Regions from separate parts of the Sus scrofa genome. Here all the other regions are linked to region 1. A link is a contact called in public Hi-C and HiChIP or PLAC-seq data. All regions are on one chromosome and are shown on one strand. The core of a region is the stretch at or near the end of the contact, and the rest is flanking DNA. Distances in the headings are between cores, read along the strand shown. Region 1 has its middle 41 kb from the start of FBLIM1. Region 2 overlaps FBXO42 (F-box only protein 42). Region 3 overlaps ARHGEF19 (rho guanine nucleotide exchange factor 19). Region 4 has its middle 24 kb from the start of EPHA2.

What was found. A called contact is a pair of places that touch in the nucleus more often than the background predicts. HiChIP or PLAC-seq counts read pairs in DNA pulled down with a chosen protein or histone mark.
Region 2: a Hi-C map of subcutaneous adipose tissue shows a contact between it and region 1, with 2.0 times the contacts expected there. The contact joins two enhancer-like sites. A contact is called at or near these places in 6 of 47 Hi-C or Micro-C datasets (embryonic fibroblasts, epiblast stem cells, fetal skeletal muscle and 3 more) and 1 of 2 datasets of contacts at active chromatin or transcription factors (alveolar macrophages).
Region 3: a contact with region 1 is called in an H3K27ac HiChIP or PLAC-seq map of alveolar macrophages. The contact joins two enhancer-like sites. A contact is called at or near these places in 1 of 47 Hi-C or Micro-C datasets (mesenteric adipose tissue) and 1 of 2 datasets of contacts at active chromatin or transcription factors (alveolar macrophages).
Region 4: a contact with region 1 is called in a Hi-C map of liver, with 1.7 times the contacts expected there. The contact joins two enhancer-like sites. A contact is called at or near these places in 4 of 47 Hi-C or Micro-C datasets (embryonic fibroblasts, liver, mesenteric adipose tissue and 1 more).

The regions. Positions count from the first base shown.
Region 1 is chr6:74,968,808-74,972,575 of Sscrofa11.1, forward strand. No RefSeq gene overlaps it. Among named protein-coding and RNA genes, the nearest start is that of FBLIM1, 41 kb to the left of the region's middle. Within about 2 kb of position 2,079, at least 60 of the 83 cell types and tissues checked have an H3K27ac peak or open chromatin away from gene starts, as enhancers often do. A contact at or near this core is called in alveolar macrophages, embryonic fibroblasts, liver and 3 more, where this site is marked.
Region 2 is chr6:75,365,394-75,369,161 of Sscrofa11.1, forward strand. It overlaps FBXO42 (F-box only protein 42), which reads right to left. Exons shown (of 10, transcript XM_003127635.5): 10 at 1-3,768. The coding sequence ends at 3,544. Among named protein-coding and RNA genes, the nearest start is that of RSG1, 17 kb to the left of the region's middle. Within about 2 kb of position 1,693, at least 36 of the 83 cell types and tissues checked have an H3K27ac peak or open chromatin away from gene starts, as enhancers often do. A contact at or near this core is called in alveolar macrophages, embryonic fibroblasts, mesenteric adipose tissue and 2 more, where this site is marked.
Region 3 is chr6:75,323,786-75,327,553 of Sscrofa11.1, forward strand. It overlaps ARHGEF19 (rho guanine nucleotide exchange factor 19), which reads right to left. Exons shown (of 16, transcript XM_021095415.1): 3 at 3,340-3,621; 4 at 3,062-3,170; 5 at 2,910-2,986; 6 at 2,329-2,591; 7 at 1,394-1,554; 8 at 1,158-1,310; 9 at 750-879; 10 at 530-604; 11 at 266-355; 12 at 1-102. Among named protein-coding and RNA genes, the nearest start is that of ARHGEF19, 9.6 kb to the right of the region's middle. Within about 2 kb of position 1,951, at least 72 of the 83 cell types and tissues checked have an H3K27ac peak or open chromatin away from gene starts, as enhancers often do. A contact at or near this core is called in alveolar macrophages, where this site is marked.
Region 4 is chr6:75,301,808-75,305,575 of Sscrofa11.1, forward strand. No RefSeq gene overlaps it. Among named protein-coding and RNA genes, the nearest start is that of EPHA2, 24 kb to the left of the region's middle. Within about 2 kb of position 1,579, at least 48 of the 83 cell types and tissues checked have an H3K27ac peak or open chromatin away from gene starts, as enhancers often do. A contact at or near this core is called in embryonic fibroblasts, liver, mesenteric adipose tissue and 1 more, where this site is marked.

The DNA of each region.
Region 1 (3,768 bases), core at 829-3,328:
GATGTGGTTCTCTGAATTGGATCCTGGAATGGAAAAAGGATATTAGTGGAAAAACTGGTGAAATCGGACAAAGTTTGGAGTTGAGTGAATAGTTTTGTACCCTTGTTGGTTTCCTCATTTAGACAAAGGAGCCATAGTTATGTAAGATGTTATCGGAGTTCCCCTTGTGACACAATGGGATCAGCAGCTTCTTGGAAGCACTGGGACCCAGGTTCGATCCTCGGCCTGGCACAGTGAGTTAAGGATTTAGTGTTACTGTAGTTGTAATCCTTGACCAGGGAACAACATATGCCGTGGGGTGGTCAAAAAAGAAAAAAAAAAAAATAGTGATTATTAAAAAAGAAGAATTCCCAGGTAGCTCAGCAGGTTGAGGATCTGGCATTGTCACTGCTGCGGCTTGGGTTCAATCTGGGGACCAGGAACTTCCTCATGCCATGGGCTTGGCCAAAAAAAAAAGCCCAAATAAAAAACCAAAAGCCAACAAGCTGTTATCAGAAAGGAAACTGGTGAAGTGTGTAAGGTACACTCTCCGTGTGATCTTTGTAACATTTCTGGAAATCTAAAATTATTCCAAAATTAAACATTTATTATTGGGGAGCTCCCTGGTGGTCAGTGTAATGGTTAAGACCCATTGTTTTACCTGATGCAGCCTGGGTTCAATCCCTGGTCTGAGAACTGAGATCCCACATTAAGGGGCTGCAGCTGGAGTTCCCGTCGTGGTGCAGTGGTTAACGAATCCGACTAGGAATCATGAGGTTGCAGGTTCGATCCCTGCCCTTGCTCAGTGGGTTAACAATCTGGCGTTGCCGTGAGCTGTGGTGTAGGTTGCAGACGCGGCTCAGATCCCGTGTTGCTATGGCTCTGGCATAGGCCGGTGGCTACAGCTCCGATTAGACCCCTAGCCTGGGAACCTCCATATGCCGCGGGAGCGGCCCAAGAAATAGCAAAAAGACAAAAAAAAAAAAAAAAAAAAAAAAAGATGCTGCAAGCTGTAGCAAAAAAGAAAAATATATATTATTTTTAAAAGTAACTAGAAGGGAATTCCTGTGGTGGCTCAGTGGTAACAAACCCAACGAGTATCCATGAGGACGTGGGTCGGATCCCTGACCTCACGTGGTGGGTTAGAGATCTGGTGTTGCTGTGAGCTGTGGTGTAGGTCGAAGAGGAGGCTTGGATCTGACCTTGTGGCTGTGGTGTAGGCCAGCAGTTATAGCTCCTATTCGACTCCTAGCCTGGGAACTTCCATATGCCATGGGTGCAACCCTAAAAAGACCAAAAATAAATAAAATAAAAGAAATAAAACAATAAAATGTAACTGGAAAAAGAGAAGCCTGTGAGTTCCAGGAGTCACTGCCCACCATTGACAAGAGGACACAGGACAAAGGAAGCCATTGAATGCTTTTCTGCAAAGGGCACTGTTTGAGGCGGGGGGCAGCGTCTGGAAAAGGAGGAGGGGTTCCATGGATGGAGGAGAAGGCAGGGAAGGTAAGGTGGGGAACCCCAGCCCAATTTATGGGGATTCCTGATGGTTCTCAATTGTTCTCAGGACTGGAGCAAGCCCCTGGTGGCCCTACATGGCTTTGGCCAGACTGGCAGTGTAAACAAAGCTTTGAGGCTAGCATTCCCCAACCCTGGTGGCCTGGGAGTCTTAGGGTGCCGTGGGGGGAGGGCTAGGGCTCCTCTCCACCCCAGCAGACAGCAAGCAGATGCCAAATGAGGGATCTCAAAAAATCAGGATGACCTTGAGCCAGTGTGGGTGGCAATGTTTTTCCATTCTGTAAACAGAACACAAATTCCTCAGGAAAGAAAATACAATAGAGCCCAGGAATCTTGATCTGGTCCTTTAAAACCGGGGTGGGAGGGGGGTGGGCGGCTGTTGCAAAGTTCAAGTTCCCAGGCAGAGACTGGCTGGAGCTAGAGAGAAACCTGAGAGGTATTAGTCTGAAGGCCTGCTCAGAAGGCAGGTCCAGAAAGGCCGGGGAGGGTTATGAAAGCTTTGCTTGGGGATGTGAGTCATGGGCCAGGCAGCTCAGGGCTGTGGCCTGGCTGAGCCCAGCTGGAACCTCCCTTGAAAACCTACACCTCTCAACGAGCACCCTCTCCCCAACCCCTGGGCAGGGCAGAACTCGGGTGGCCTGCCCCTAGCGCCACGTGGAAAAGACAAACAAAGGACCTGGCTGGCCAGGAGCTTCCAGCTCATGCATTTGTTTGTTCATTCATTCATAAAATATTCTTTGACCCCTTCTGTGTGCCGGTCACTGCCCATGGCACAGAACTCAGTTTAATGAGGAAGAGATGCATACAGCTGACAGGTCAGGACAAGAAAACTGGAGAGAGCATGACATCCACTGCAGGATGAGTGGGGATCTGCCAGTCAGGTGCTGTTCCAGAGCATTCCAGGTGTTTGCTCTCTGAGTGGGGCATTTGCATGTTGCTGGGGGTGCGAGAAGGGGCGAGGATGAGATCCAGTCCAGGGTAGGACCAAGTCGGAAAGGACCTCCAGGGCTGTGTGCAGAGGGTGGGACTGAAACCCTGAAGGCAATAGCCAGGTGCAGGAACCCCAAGCCCTGGTGGAATTCCGGAGCCGGGAACCAGAACACATTGAGTGCAACTGCCTATTCGCACAGAAGTGGAGACTAGAGCCCAGAGAGGGTGTGCGTCCTGCCAGGCTCACACAGCAGGTAGCATCATGCCCAGGTGTCCTGACTTCCAGAACAGGGCTTTCCCACCCCCTCCAGCTGTCTCCATGATCTCCCAAGACCTGCTTGTGGACCCAGGCAGGTGTCTGCAAACATCTCAAGGTGGAGGAGCGAAGGGTGTGGGTGGAAGAATTAGGTCAGTGTTTTGAACAGGCTGACCCAGGGCGGAGGATCCCCTCAGGGGAGGGGAAGGCGGGTGAGCTTCCTGCAGGGGTGAGAGTTGACTTTTGCCCCGAGGGACGAAGTGAGTCACGGGAGCAAGGCTCACACTTCCTCCTTCCTCTGGGCTTTGAGCTCAGCACCTTGGGGGGAGGCGCAGCCTGGGTTCCTGGGGGCGGCCCTCCTCCTTGCAGGTCCAGGCTCGGGGTGCCGGCTGTCTGCACTCCCCCAACTCCTCCACACTCCCTTTCTGAGGCCCTGGTAAGTTTCCATTTGGGGCTGACTCATTCTCCACCCATCACGTGGACCTGGGCTGCAGGCGGTCACAGCCTTCCCTCTGCCTGCCTGCTCTGAGCACAGCCCTCCCCCTCCCGCCCCCAGCCACGTCCCCTCCCCCATCCACAGAAGGATCCCAGGTGGCAAAGAACCTGTGGCTGCCCAGCCAGTGGAACAAAGTAATGACTGCAGGGACAGCCTCTTTGGAGACCAGGTCACCAGGGAGCTCCTGGACAGAGGACCAGAGATAATGTCCCCAGTGGCTGTCACTGATTGAAGGCCTACCATGTGGCAGTGCTAATATAGCAAACAGCTCCAGGGGCAGGATCATCGATGTCCCCATTTCACTGAGAAAAGGGTCCATAGTCAAGGGGAGTGGATGACCTTGATATTGAGCAGCATCAAGGGCCCACTCAGGACTCAGGTCATGGATTTAAAGGAGGATGGGGGAGTTCCTGTCTTGGCGCAGCGGAAACGAATCCGATTGGGAACCATGAGGTTGCGGATTCAACCCCTGGCCTTACTCAGTGGGTTAAGGATCTGGCATTGCTGTGGCTGGCATGAAGGCCGGCAGCTGTAGCTCCGATTCGACCCCAGCCTGGGAACCTCCATATCCAGCGGATGAGGCCCTAAA
Region 2 (3,768 bases), core at 443-2,942, 400 kb after region 1:
GAGCAGAGCGAAGAGAGAGGGTACAGCGGAGCCAGTGCCTAAGGGTTGCTCTCATTTGACAATGAATGTGGTGAGATGGAGCCACTTACAGGTGACCATGCAGAACATGCCTTCTGCAGTTCCCGGGGAGGCTGCATGGGGTGCGGGCCTGGACTTTCGGCTTCCTTGCCCCAGGGTGTGTTCAGATCCTCCCCACTGACTTGTGCGCTGGTAAGAGACCACAGGTAACACAAAGCAGGGCACATCAATCATGCCAGCATCACCACAAGGACAGGGACAGACAGACAAACCAACCAGGAATATCTCTTTGAAGGGGAAGGAAAGAAGCAAAGCAGAAGGAAACCCAGAAAGATTCAGGCAAAGGAAAGGGAAGCATCCCCTTTTTTCCATCAGCTGGTGGCTTTCTGTCCTTCAAAGTCAAGACTTGAGTTGCTTTTCTTTCTTCCTCTTCTTCTTTTAAAGAGTTTCAACACAGTCCTAAGATAGTTCATGGTTTCAGCTCTTGATATAAAACTCAAACATTAAAATCAAATCAATCCGTAGAGGGCTGGGAAGAGGGTACTAAAGCCCACTATTGCCTCACAACTGAATTTAAGCTTGTTCTGACACCAAATTTGCGCTCCCAAATGTGGTGTGGGGGTGGGGGAGTTGTGAAGCCCATCACCCAAGTGCAGAAGCAGGGTAGAAACATGAGAAAAAAACAGAGAACCCTCCCTGCTGCACAGCCTGCAAAATGAGAAAACAGGAAGCTCTGTTCAAGAGGGTAGGAAGTGACTAAAATTCTCACGAGGTCAACAAGGTGGCCAGTAGAGTCAATATGACGTGGGGGCTCTCAAGGCACACTTGCAGGAATGGAAGGGGTTAAAGCTTCAAGTAGAAACAAAACGTATTTTAAATACTTAAATACTGATAAATATTTACTTTAGGTGCTCCTGAGGGTTTAAAAAAATATTTTGTCTCATTTTCCTCAGTGAATTTTAAGACAAAATTGGCATCATGTCAAAACCAGAGCTGTGGTTAAATCTGATCTGACTGAAGCATCCATGGTGCTGTGGAAACAGTCACCTCAGCTGAGACGCCTGAAGTTTCACTGCTCACGTGGCTGCACGAGGGCCTGAGGAGACACCGTGACTGCGCCGAGTCGCTCTCCCAAGGTACACGCCCACAGTGCCTAGGAGCCACCAGGACCCACCGCCCGGTGTGGAAGAGGCAGATTTTTCTTGGAGAGCTGTAAACTGACAGTCTGGTTCCAAGTGGAGTTGGTAATACTGGGATGCCATGAAGTTCCGAGGAGCCAAGCTACTTTCTAAGAGAGATACTGTCTCTGTTGCCTGCCTACTTGGGGAAAGTAGAAGGAATCAGCAAGTTAAGAGCGCTTAGGAAGGCCACAGGACAAAGGGAAAGACGACAAAGTTGAGATTCTGAACTTTCAGGCTTCCAAATACTATCTGTTTAAGTAGGAACTGAGTGTGGAGGCACTGTCCATGCACAAATGCAACGTCATAAAGAAAGTTCAGCAAGAGTAGTAATGCTGAAATTGCTAATCTAGGCTAGCTTTCTCTTGTGAATCAGGACCCCGGCACGGGCTAACAGTCTCTGCTAAAGAAGGATTGGCGACAGGCCCAGAGCAGAGAGTCTGGAAAGCTAAGTGCTGAGCTGGGAGCAGTTGGACACCACAGTGAGTAGGCACATGGTAGTCTCCGTATCTAAAGGAGCACAGACAGCAGTTTCTGGAACACATGCCTCCCCATGAGCTGGCCCTTTCGTGGGCTTGGCACCAGGGGGCTTTGCCATCAAGACCACACTGTAAAAGCTAATGGCTAGGAGAAAGGATTCAACATGATGTAACAGGAGAAAACATACTTAAAAGACTGCTAGGAGCTGGCTGGGAGCCAGGACCCAGGGCCAGCTGTAGCAGGCTTCTTCTTGGGAAATGCTAATAAGAAAAAGGGGAGTGTGGGGATGAGAAATGCAATGTTTCGATATTTAAGACCTAAAGGCAAAATAAAAATTCTCTTTCCACTGATGAGAGATCACCAAAAAAAAATAAAAAAAGCAAGAAAGAAAAAATCCACATTTAAGTGGTGTCAACGAGATCTCCTACGTCCAGACTCTGCTTTAGAGACTGGAAGCTTGTACTTTCCTGTATCAACCGAAGAAATGCTCTAGTTGGTTACACATTATCTCAGAAAGGACATGAAAGTAAAAACCCAAGCCTTGTCTGGGTGACGGGTGAACAATACAATCACAAAGGAGCTGCTCCCAAGGTAAGCCATGCATCGAAGAGGCCAAGCACATGATATTCAACCCAAACACACTCAACAGCCAGACAGAAGAATGAATATCACAATTAAGGGCAAAAATCATTTCTAAAAGGTAGTGTTTAGGATTTTCTCCCAAGATTAATTTCCACATTCTACAAACATGGATGGGTATGTCCAATGTGCTTTGGAAACAGAAAGAACCATAAGGAACAAAACAGTAATTTTTGATGCTTCAAGGATTTCTCACGATACCAGTATCTTGAAATTCCCGACTGGCCCCCTAGTGACGCCAGAAAAAGGGTTCCAGAAATATTTCTAAGAGATTTCTCTGGGTACCCAAGCTTTGTCAAAAGAAACTGAGAAAGATTTTAGGGCTTAAAAAAAAAAATCCATAAATGAAAGAAAAAGGGGAAGAGAGGAAGGAAGGAAAAGTGTATAAATGGAAAAGGCAGCCTCTGAGGATCAAGTTATAAGGAAAGGAAAAAAAGAGAACAAATGTGGTTTTTGGCAACTGCAACCAAATAAGACTGTCAGAAAATTCCACATTCAGACACCAGAATGTTTTCTGAAATGTGGCGGGAGCACTCAAAGACCAATGGACACTAGGTGGACAGGTGCTGCTGCATAAACATTGCTTCTTGATGATCCTGGCACACAAATGTGGAACAAGATCCCTTGTTGGGTGACTTTCTTCAGTCACAAAGGGCAGAATGGAGCCCGGCACAGGGCATTACTGCAAGGAGTTTTCACAGGTCCTCTGGGGAAGGGGGCGGGGGGAAGAGTTTTCTACAGGTCACTTTCACCCTGCCAGCACCTGAAGCATGTGGATCTGAAACCTCTACCTGTGCATCTTACACATGACCTTTCTTTTTCTAACTCTGCAAAGGCCAAATAAGACTTACAGGTGGTTCTTCAGCTTCTTTAGGAAAGTTCTGGTATTAGTCTGTTCCCTAAATTCTTGGTCCAGTTACCAGACCAGCAAGGTAGAAAAAGGCAGCGCAGCCTCTGCTAAAACACAGCAACAATTTTATCTGAACCAGGACGGAGAGCTCTCCCTCTTTGTAAACAGAGTTGTCTATATAATATATATTTATATACTTATATAATTTTTTCTTAATGGAGATTTGATCCCAGCCTAGAGTGAGCAAGGTTGGGAATCGGGGTTTTGGTTCATGAGGGTAATTTTGTCCTTCTGTTTTCTCAATCCTCAGTCCGAATGCTTGCACACTGGAAAATTCCAGATTAAAAGCCACAGAAAGGGAAAGAGTTTTAGAACATATTATCTCTTTGCTCGCACAAAGTACAAGGCGTTTGTTTTTGGATAGTACTTCACATTCTGTTTCTTGTCCATGAGTCCTCCAAATATGATGAGTTCACCCCTGCCTTGTACCACTGTATGCAGGCTAGTTTCAGGAGGTCCAACCACAGAACTGCTATTAAATACTTTCCATTTGACTCGCCCCTTCTCCTTGGTGTCTTTAATGTCCAGCACGTACATCTGCAT
Region 3 (3,768 bases), core at 701-3,200, 350 kb after region 1:
GGACAGCTTCAGCTTGGCCGGGGGCACCGCGGGCAATGGTGCCAGTTCCATCAGCTCCCCGTGCCGAACCAGCCAGCGGGCCTGAGAGATCAACGGGAAGATCTGGGAGGATGGAGGAGGCGAGGGGGAGCACAGGTCAGGCCGGGGGCTGCAGGGCAGAGATCCTAGGGCAGGGGATGGGGGGGCGTGGACAGTGATGAGGGCCTGCAGCCCCCAGGGAGGGAGGCGACAGGGCTGCCCCATCCCACCAGCTCAGGGCGTGCACCTTTCCCTCAAAGTGGATCTTCTTGCTCAGGTGGATGAGCTCCTCTGTTCTCTTCATGGACTGCACGCTGGCGTTGCACTCTTGCACCAGCTGGGGAGGCCACGGGTGGGTCACATGCAGCCTCCCCAACCCTGGCTCCCAGAGCCCAGCCTCGGGTTCCCACTGGGGAACCAGAGACTCTGAAGGCTTGGGTTCCCTTAGAGGTACCCAAAGGGTCGGGGGAGGCCCTTGGGAGCCAGACACCCCCTGTCCTGCCAAGCTTACCTCCTTAAGTGCATTGAAGGCCTTGGTGGCCATGTCTTCGTCTTCAGAGCCCTGTGCTGTCCGCTTCAGGATGTTCTGGAGGGTGAGGTCAGTGCAGTGAGGCAGGCTATGACTTCTGCCAGTGAGCCTGCCCAGCCGTGGGTGCCCAGAAGGGGCCATGGAAGGCACAGTGGCTTCTACCCCACCCAGCCCTCACCACAGCCTGGTGCTCTCTAGGTACCTCCACCAGCATCTTGAGGCGAGTGATCCTCTGGAATGGCAGGATGAGGAAGGAGGTGAGGGGCAGACGTTGGCACACGGGGGACTCCTCCAGGCGGGCCAGGATGCCGGGGAACTTGGGGTTCTCCAGGCTGGAAAATGGGGAGAGTCTGCGATCACAGCTGGCCCTGAACTCCTGGGCTCCATGACTCCAGCCACCCCACTGGCTCTTCGGGTGCCTTCTCAGTACATCCTTCCTGTCCCATAGGGTTGGGTCTAGCCTTCTCCTGGTCACAGAGCCTTTTCAGGTGCCCCTCCCCTCCCAGGCCACCCTTCCTCACTCAGCACCCCACCCAAGCACCTACCGCTGCCTGAGACTCCTCTATCCTCCCCACCCCCCACCCCCCACTTTCAGAGAGCCCAGCCCTACAGCAGGCGCTGGTAGGTGCGCTCCTGATAGGCCTGATTGGTGACATAGGGCAGGTAGACTCGACGGAAGGCAGGGTAGTGGTGCAACACAACATCGCAGACGCTGAAGCGGAGGACATCTGCCTCCAGCCGCTGCTCCAGGTCCTGTAGGAATCTGAAAGGTCAGCAAGGGGTCAGGGCCAGGAGCCAACTGCAGGCTCGGTCCCTGACCCTGGAGAGGCCAGAGCACTCCCTCACCTCTCGCTGGTGCTCTTGACCTCGGGCAGTTTGGAGAACAGCCACTGCTTGTCCTGCGCCCCCAGACACTCACTCAGCTCAGCTGAGCCTAAGAAGTGGCCCACAGCCACGGACAGACTGTGGATGTATGAGGCCTCGGACGTGATCAGCTCAAACTTGGCCTGAGCGAGGGCGGACACAGGGTTGAAAAGGCCAAAACAACCCATCCTGAACCCCCTGGCCTCGCACACCATAAACCCTGGACACCACATCTTTAGACTTAGCAGTACTCTCGTGTCTCCGCCCCTTGTCTAGCCCCACCCCACAATCTGGCGCCCGGGAGGGTTCGGGGGACCCTCCTCCTGCTGCTCGCAATCGTTCAAACCCAGCTGAAGCTCTAGCAAGCAGCCCTATCCCTGACCATCCGCCCATCCTGCTGGACCCTAGTCTTCGCAAAGAGCTGCCCCTCCCATTAGCCCCGCCCTCCCGTCAAGCCCCGCCCCTGCCCTAGGCCCCGCCTGGTCTCGCTCACACCTTGCGTTTGGCGCTCGGGATGGCTCCCCTCCGTTTCAGAGACCTCCATCATAGGCCCCAGACAGATTCTGCCCCGCCTCTGTCTCTGGCCGTGCCCTATCCTAGGCCTTGCCCTGTTGGCCCCGCCCCTCCGTCCCGCTTTCCCACTCGCCTTTGGCTCCAGGGCTCCAGTGTCCTCGCTTGCAGCAGGTCCCGCCTTGTCAGGTCCTAGACCCACCTTCCCCATCGACAGTCCCCTTTTTGTGGCCCCACTTTCCCCTTTGCATCCCTTGCCCACCCACTGCAGTTTGCAGTCCCGCTGGCCTAGTACCCCTACGGCCCGGGTCGCCAAGTCCAAGGACCACCTACTGCTGGCCCCACCCCTTCGGGGCCCCAGGGCTGGTAGCCCCGCCGGCCCCGCCCCACTGCGGCTTTGCGCCCACCTCCTGCAGTTTGCAGTCGCGCAGGCTCAGCGTGGCCAGGACGCCACTGCCGCGCACGTCGGGGATGTCTTGCCACAGCGAGAAGGTGGAGCCTCGCGCCGAGCGCTGCGCCCGGAAGGAGCTGCTCGGAGAGAGGTTGGCGCGCGGCGGCCCGGGCCCCTCCTCTGCGCCCTCGGCCTCGTCCCCCGGGCCCTCCTCCTCGCGCTGCTGCCGCCGCAGTTCTCGGGCGCTGGCCACGTCGCTGTATTCCTGGTAGAGGACGGCTGGGCGGGAAGAGGGGCGGGAGAGGGCCGTGGGGCGCCCGGCAGCCGGGCCCGGCTCCTCCCCGGCTCCCCCAAGGGCCCGCCTTACTTAACCAGCCTTTCCGACCGTTCGGATAGCGGGACACAGTGAACTCATTCATTCACTCACTCATTCCACAAACACTGCGTGAGCACCAACTGCATACTAGCTCCTGTGCTGCATACCGAGAGTTCAATTCTTTCCCTCCTACAAGAGCCCTACCTTTCAACTCTCCGAACCCCAGTTTCCCAGTACCCCAAAGTCCCCAGCCCCTTAGTCGGTGACCCCCTCCCACGTACAGTTGAGGAGGAATCGTGACTGGCGCCGCTCACTGGCACTCCCGGAACCCAGAGCCGACTCTTCTTGCGCGCCCAGCCTAGGAAAGGGAGTGTCAGGGCCCTTCTTGTCCAGTACCCTGCCTCAGACTGGGTACTGGGCTGGGAGGTGGTACCTGGGCTCAGGCCAGCTGCCATGGCCCCCACTCGGGTCAACAGGTGCCGGCATCACGGTAGCGTCAAACCTCATTTCTACACTGCGTGACTCCCTTCCAGATGCTTTCCCTGGAGAGGGGGAGAGCTGAGGGAGGGTGGCCCTGACAGTGGCCCTGGGCGTGGGGACACCACACCCCAGTTGACCAGCCCCAGCCTCAAGGTCCAGTGTGTGTGAGTCGTGCCCCACTCCCCATCTGGCTCTTAGACTGCTCTGAGGGCCCAGGGGAGAAGCTGGTACCTTCCCGAGCAGTTCCAGTGCCTGGCCCTGGGGTCACTGCCCTGGCTGCTGAATTCCGCCCCAGGCGCAGGGACGAGTGCAGCCGGGTCATCAGCTCAGAGGCTGAGAAGCGCCTTCGCTCAGGCCCCTCAAGGCCCACTCGGGTGGGCCCAGGTAGCTCCAGCGGCCTCGGCTCCTCTGTGCTCAGGGCCTGCTCTGTCGCCTGGCTAGGCTCCAGGAAGACAGCATGGGCCTCGGGACTGCCAAGGGCCTCTTCTCGCTGGTACACCCGCATCTTGCGCCCTGCAGAGGGGTAGGAGAGAGAGCACAGGCTGGCATCCACTGGGGTCTCTCCCCACCTCCTCCCTGCCACTGGCCCTGAGCACTGGGGATGGGGACAGGTGCCCAAGAGAGAGGCCAATGGTATTTGGGTTTTTTTGCTTTTCAGGG
Region 4 (3,768 bases), core at 329-2,828, 330 kb after region 1:
AGAACTTTCTGTGGGTGGAACGATGGTCCGAGGGCAATGTTCCATAGCTGTTCTGCGCCATGTGGTGGCCACTCGCCACGTGTAGCTCCCGAGCCCTTGAAATGTGGTCAATGCCCCTGAGGAACTGGCTTTCATTTTTTTTTTATCGTCATTAATTTACTATTATTATTATTATTTTGGTCTTTTTACAGCCACACCTGCAGCACATGGGAGTTCCTAGGCTAGGGGTCAAATTGGAACGGCATGCCACAGTCACAGCAACCCGGGATCCAAGCCACATCTGCGACCTGCACTGCAGCTTGCAGCAATGCCAGATCCGTAACCCACTGAGGGAGGCCAGGAATCGAACCCACATCCTCATGGATACTGGTTGGGTTTGTAACCCACTGAGCCACAATGGGAACTCCTCATCTTAATTAATTTAAATTTAAATGGCCCCCTGTGGCTGGTGCCAACCAAACTGGATCCTGCAGTTCTTGAAGGTGAGAAGGTTAGCTGGGATTAGAACCCAATTTTGGGAGTTCCCGTCGTGGCACAGTGGTTAACGAATCCGACTAGGAACCATGAGGTTTCGGGTTCGGTTCCTGCCCTTGCTCAGTGGGTTAACGATCCGGCGTTGCCGTGAGCTGTGGTGTAGGTTGCAGACTCGGCTCGGATCCTGCGTTGCTGTGCCTCTGGCGTAGGCTGGTGGCTACAGCTCCGATTCAACCCCTAGCCTGGGAACCTCCATATGCCTCGGGAGCGGCCCAAGAAATAGCAGCAACAACAACAACAATAACAAAAAGACCAAAAAAAAAAAAAAAAAAAAAAAAAAAAAGAACCAATTTTGTCTAACCTGGCTTTGTCTTACAAGCTAAAAATGCAGATCCCCAGGCCCTCCCTCAGATGCACGGAATCAGAAATTCAGGGCCCAGGAGTCTGTATTTTTGTCAAGGTCTCTGGGGGATTTTAATGCACAAGGGTTCACATTTGAGACCCACCACCTACCTGTCCAAGACTCCCAGTCGGGAAGGGTTTGAATTAGGTCTGACCTGTGCTGGGCTTCCTGGGTCAGGACCAGGCTGGCCCAGTCTGGCTAACACAGCCCTGTTTTCAGCTAGTCCTGGGCGTTCCTTTGTGGCTCAGTGGGTTAAGGATCTGGAGTTGTCACTGCTGTGGCTTTGGTTACAGCTGTGGTCTGGGTTCAATTCCTGGCCCAGGAACTTCTGCATGCCATCAGTGTGGCAAAAAAAAAAAAAAATGAAGAAAAGAACTAGTCCTGGCTACCAGCTTGTTATACCTTACCACTGTTCCCTGAAAAGCAAGAAGAGATGGCCTCTCCCTGGGCTCTGCAGAGGAGCTGGGGAGGGCTCCTGAGCTCCCTGTCTCGTCTCTGGGGCTCCCCAGTCCGCCAGCTCAAGGCTCAGGCTCTAGCTGGTGGGCAGCAGGACAGAAGCTTGGCCCAGAGCCCCAGCCGGCAGACCAGCCTGGTCAAGCAAGGGGAGGAAGGAAGCGAAGGCAGGCTGGGGGCCAGCGGGGACAGGGGTGCCGGTGACACAGCCCTCAGGAATTTGAAAACAAACATTCAGCCAGCAAAGGAAGAGGCTGCTGTCGGTTGCTGAGCTAGGGCGGGCCCAGTTCCTCTCCCTCCCAGGACAGGGGTGAATCCCAGTCCAGCTGACCGTGGCCCCTGGCTGGAACCAGTACCCGGGGAGTTTCCACTCACCAGCAGGAAGGGAGGGTCTCTGGGGGGTGTGCCCAGACACCGGGGCATCCTGGCTGGAGTGAGGAGAGGAAGCAGCAGAGAGCAGGGCAATGGAGGGGAAGGGTGCCAGGGGCAGTACTCAGAGGAAGCCCAGCCAGCAACAGGGTGCCTCATTGAGCTTTTATTGAGCACCAATGGTATATCAAGAATTCACAGCAAGGAGTGCCCACTGTGGTACAATGGGATCAGTGGGCTCTTAGGAGTGCTGGGATCCTGGTTCGATCCCCAGCCTGGCACAGTGAATTAAAAGTCCCTGGACACTGCAGCTGCGGCTTAGGTCATGACTGGCTCAGATCGAATCCTTGGTTTGGGAACCCCATATGCCACAGGGTGGCCAAAAATGAAAAAAAAAAAAGAATTCACAGCAAATCACTGCCCAGCTGATAAGGGAAGCAGGCACAGGAAAATAATACTAGGGGAAGCCCACAGGTCTTCAGGCCTTTGGCAGAGGAACTCCAAGAAGGCTTCCTGGAGGAGGTGGCACTTGAGCTGAACCCTGAAGCACACATTTTGCCAGGGCAGAACAGAATCATTTATCTCACCCCTCCCTCTCCCAGAGCCAGCCCTCAGTGAATGGATGCATCAGTGAGGGAAGAGCAGGTATACAGAATAAATGGATAAAGGAATGATCTGCTGAATAATATGAAGTCTGAAACCTCAAGGTCCAGACAGCAGAGTCCATCTTCCCACCCCTCCGGTATGAACTCTCCCCAAGGTCCTGGGGCTATGTTCCCACTTGGTACCCAGAGACTCTGGAGCCAAGCTGCATGGGTTCAAATTTCAACTCACTTACCAGCTGTGTGACTTTGGGTAAGTTGCTTAACTTCTCTGTGCCTCCGTGATCTGGAGGTAATAATACAGCCTGCTTCAGAAAGTTTTTGTGAGACCGAGTGAATTCAGGCAAGTAAAATGCATAGAACAGTGTCGGGATGTCGGGATGTAGTGAGAGCTACCTAGGTGTTGCTAATTATTCAGGCATTAGCTTCCTGATTCATTCATTCACTGGCTCACTTATTCATTCACTGATTCACTCCTTTATTCAATCCACCGCTCACTTCCCACTCCTCCCTCTTCATTTGTTGAGCAATCCCGGTTCCCAGGCCCTCTCCCTCCGCCTTCCCAGCCCCGCTTGCCAGTCCGGGACGGTGCCCACCGTGCTGCTCATGACATAACAATTTCATTCATTCCTCCCAAGCAAACAAGAAGACGCCCTCTGAAGCAGGGGTGACATGCCACGACCAGCACCAGGGCGTGGGCACTAAGCCTCCAGTGTGGGCTACTTGTCCAGAGGCCACCCCCGCCTCCCACCCTGACGCCCCCTACAGGGCAGCCTTGCCCACTCCCCTGTTGGACGGGCTAGGTTCTTCCAAGTCCTGACCTTGCCCTGACGTTGGCCCTTCGCCATGTCCACACCTCAGACTCTGCTAATGCTGGGAGCCCAGAGCCGGCTGAAGTGAGAGCTCGGAAGCTGGACCCCACTGCCTCAGGGGACGATGGAGCTGCGTCCTGAGCATAATGATCCCTTGCTGAATAATGTTAGATGGGCCGGCAGAAGATGCCACAGCTTCCCTCTCCCTCAGGCCCTGGAGAACAGGTCATACTGGGGGACAGCCCGTACGAACCATTTCCTGAACACCTCCGGCATGCCTGGCTCCTTCTGGGCCCCTTCTAACCTTTTCACAGCAGAGCCCACTGGGGCAACGGCTTGCATCTCACCTGTGAGGAAACGGAGGCTCAGAGAGGTAAAGGGACTTGCCCAAGGCTACAGAGCCATCTCCTGACGCCTTCTCCTACCCCAGGGCAGGCGAGACTGGCATCTGGGAAATTGGAGAGAGGCTGGGTTTGGGCATGAGATGCTGTTTGGGCTAGAGGGTGGGGTGGGAGAGAAGGCAGGCCGGGTGCCAGGTAGGAACAATGGTGCGGGGCGGGGACTGGGAGCCTGGCCAGGTCCTGGGCTCCTGGGCAGGCCCTGCTGGGCCCTCCAAGCAGCGTGCTCATCCTGTAAAGCTGCCGGGGTGATACCA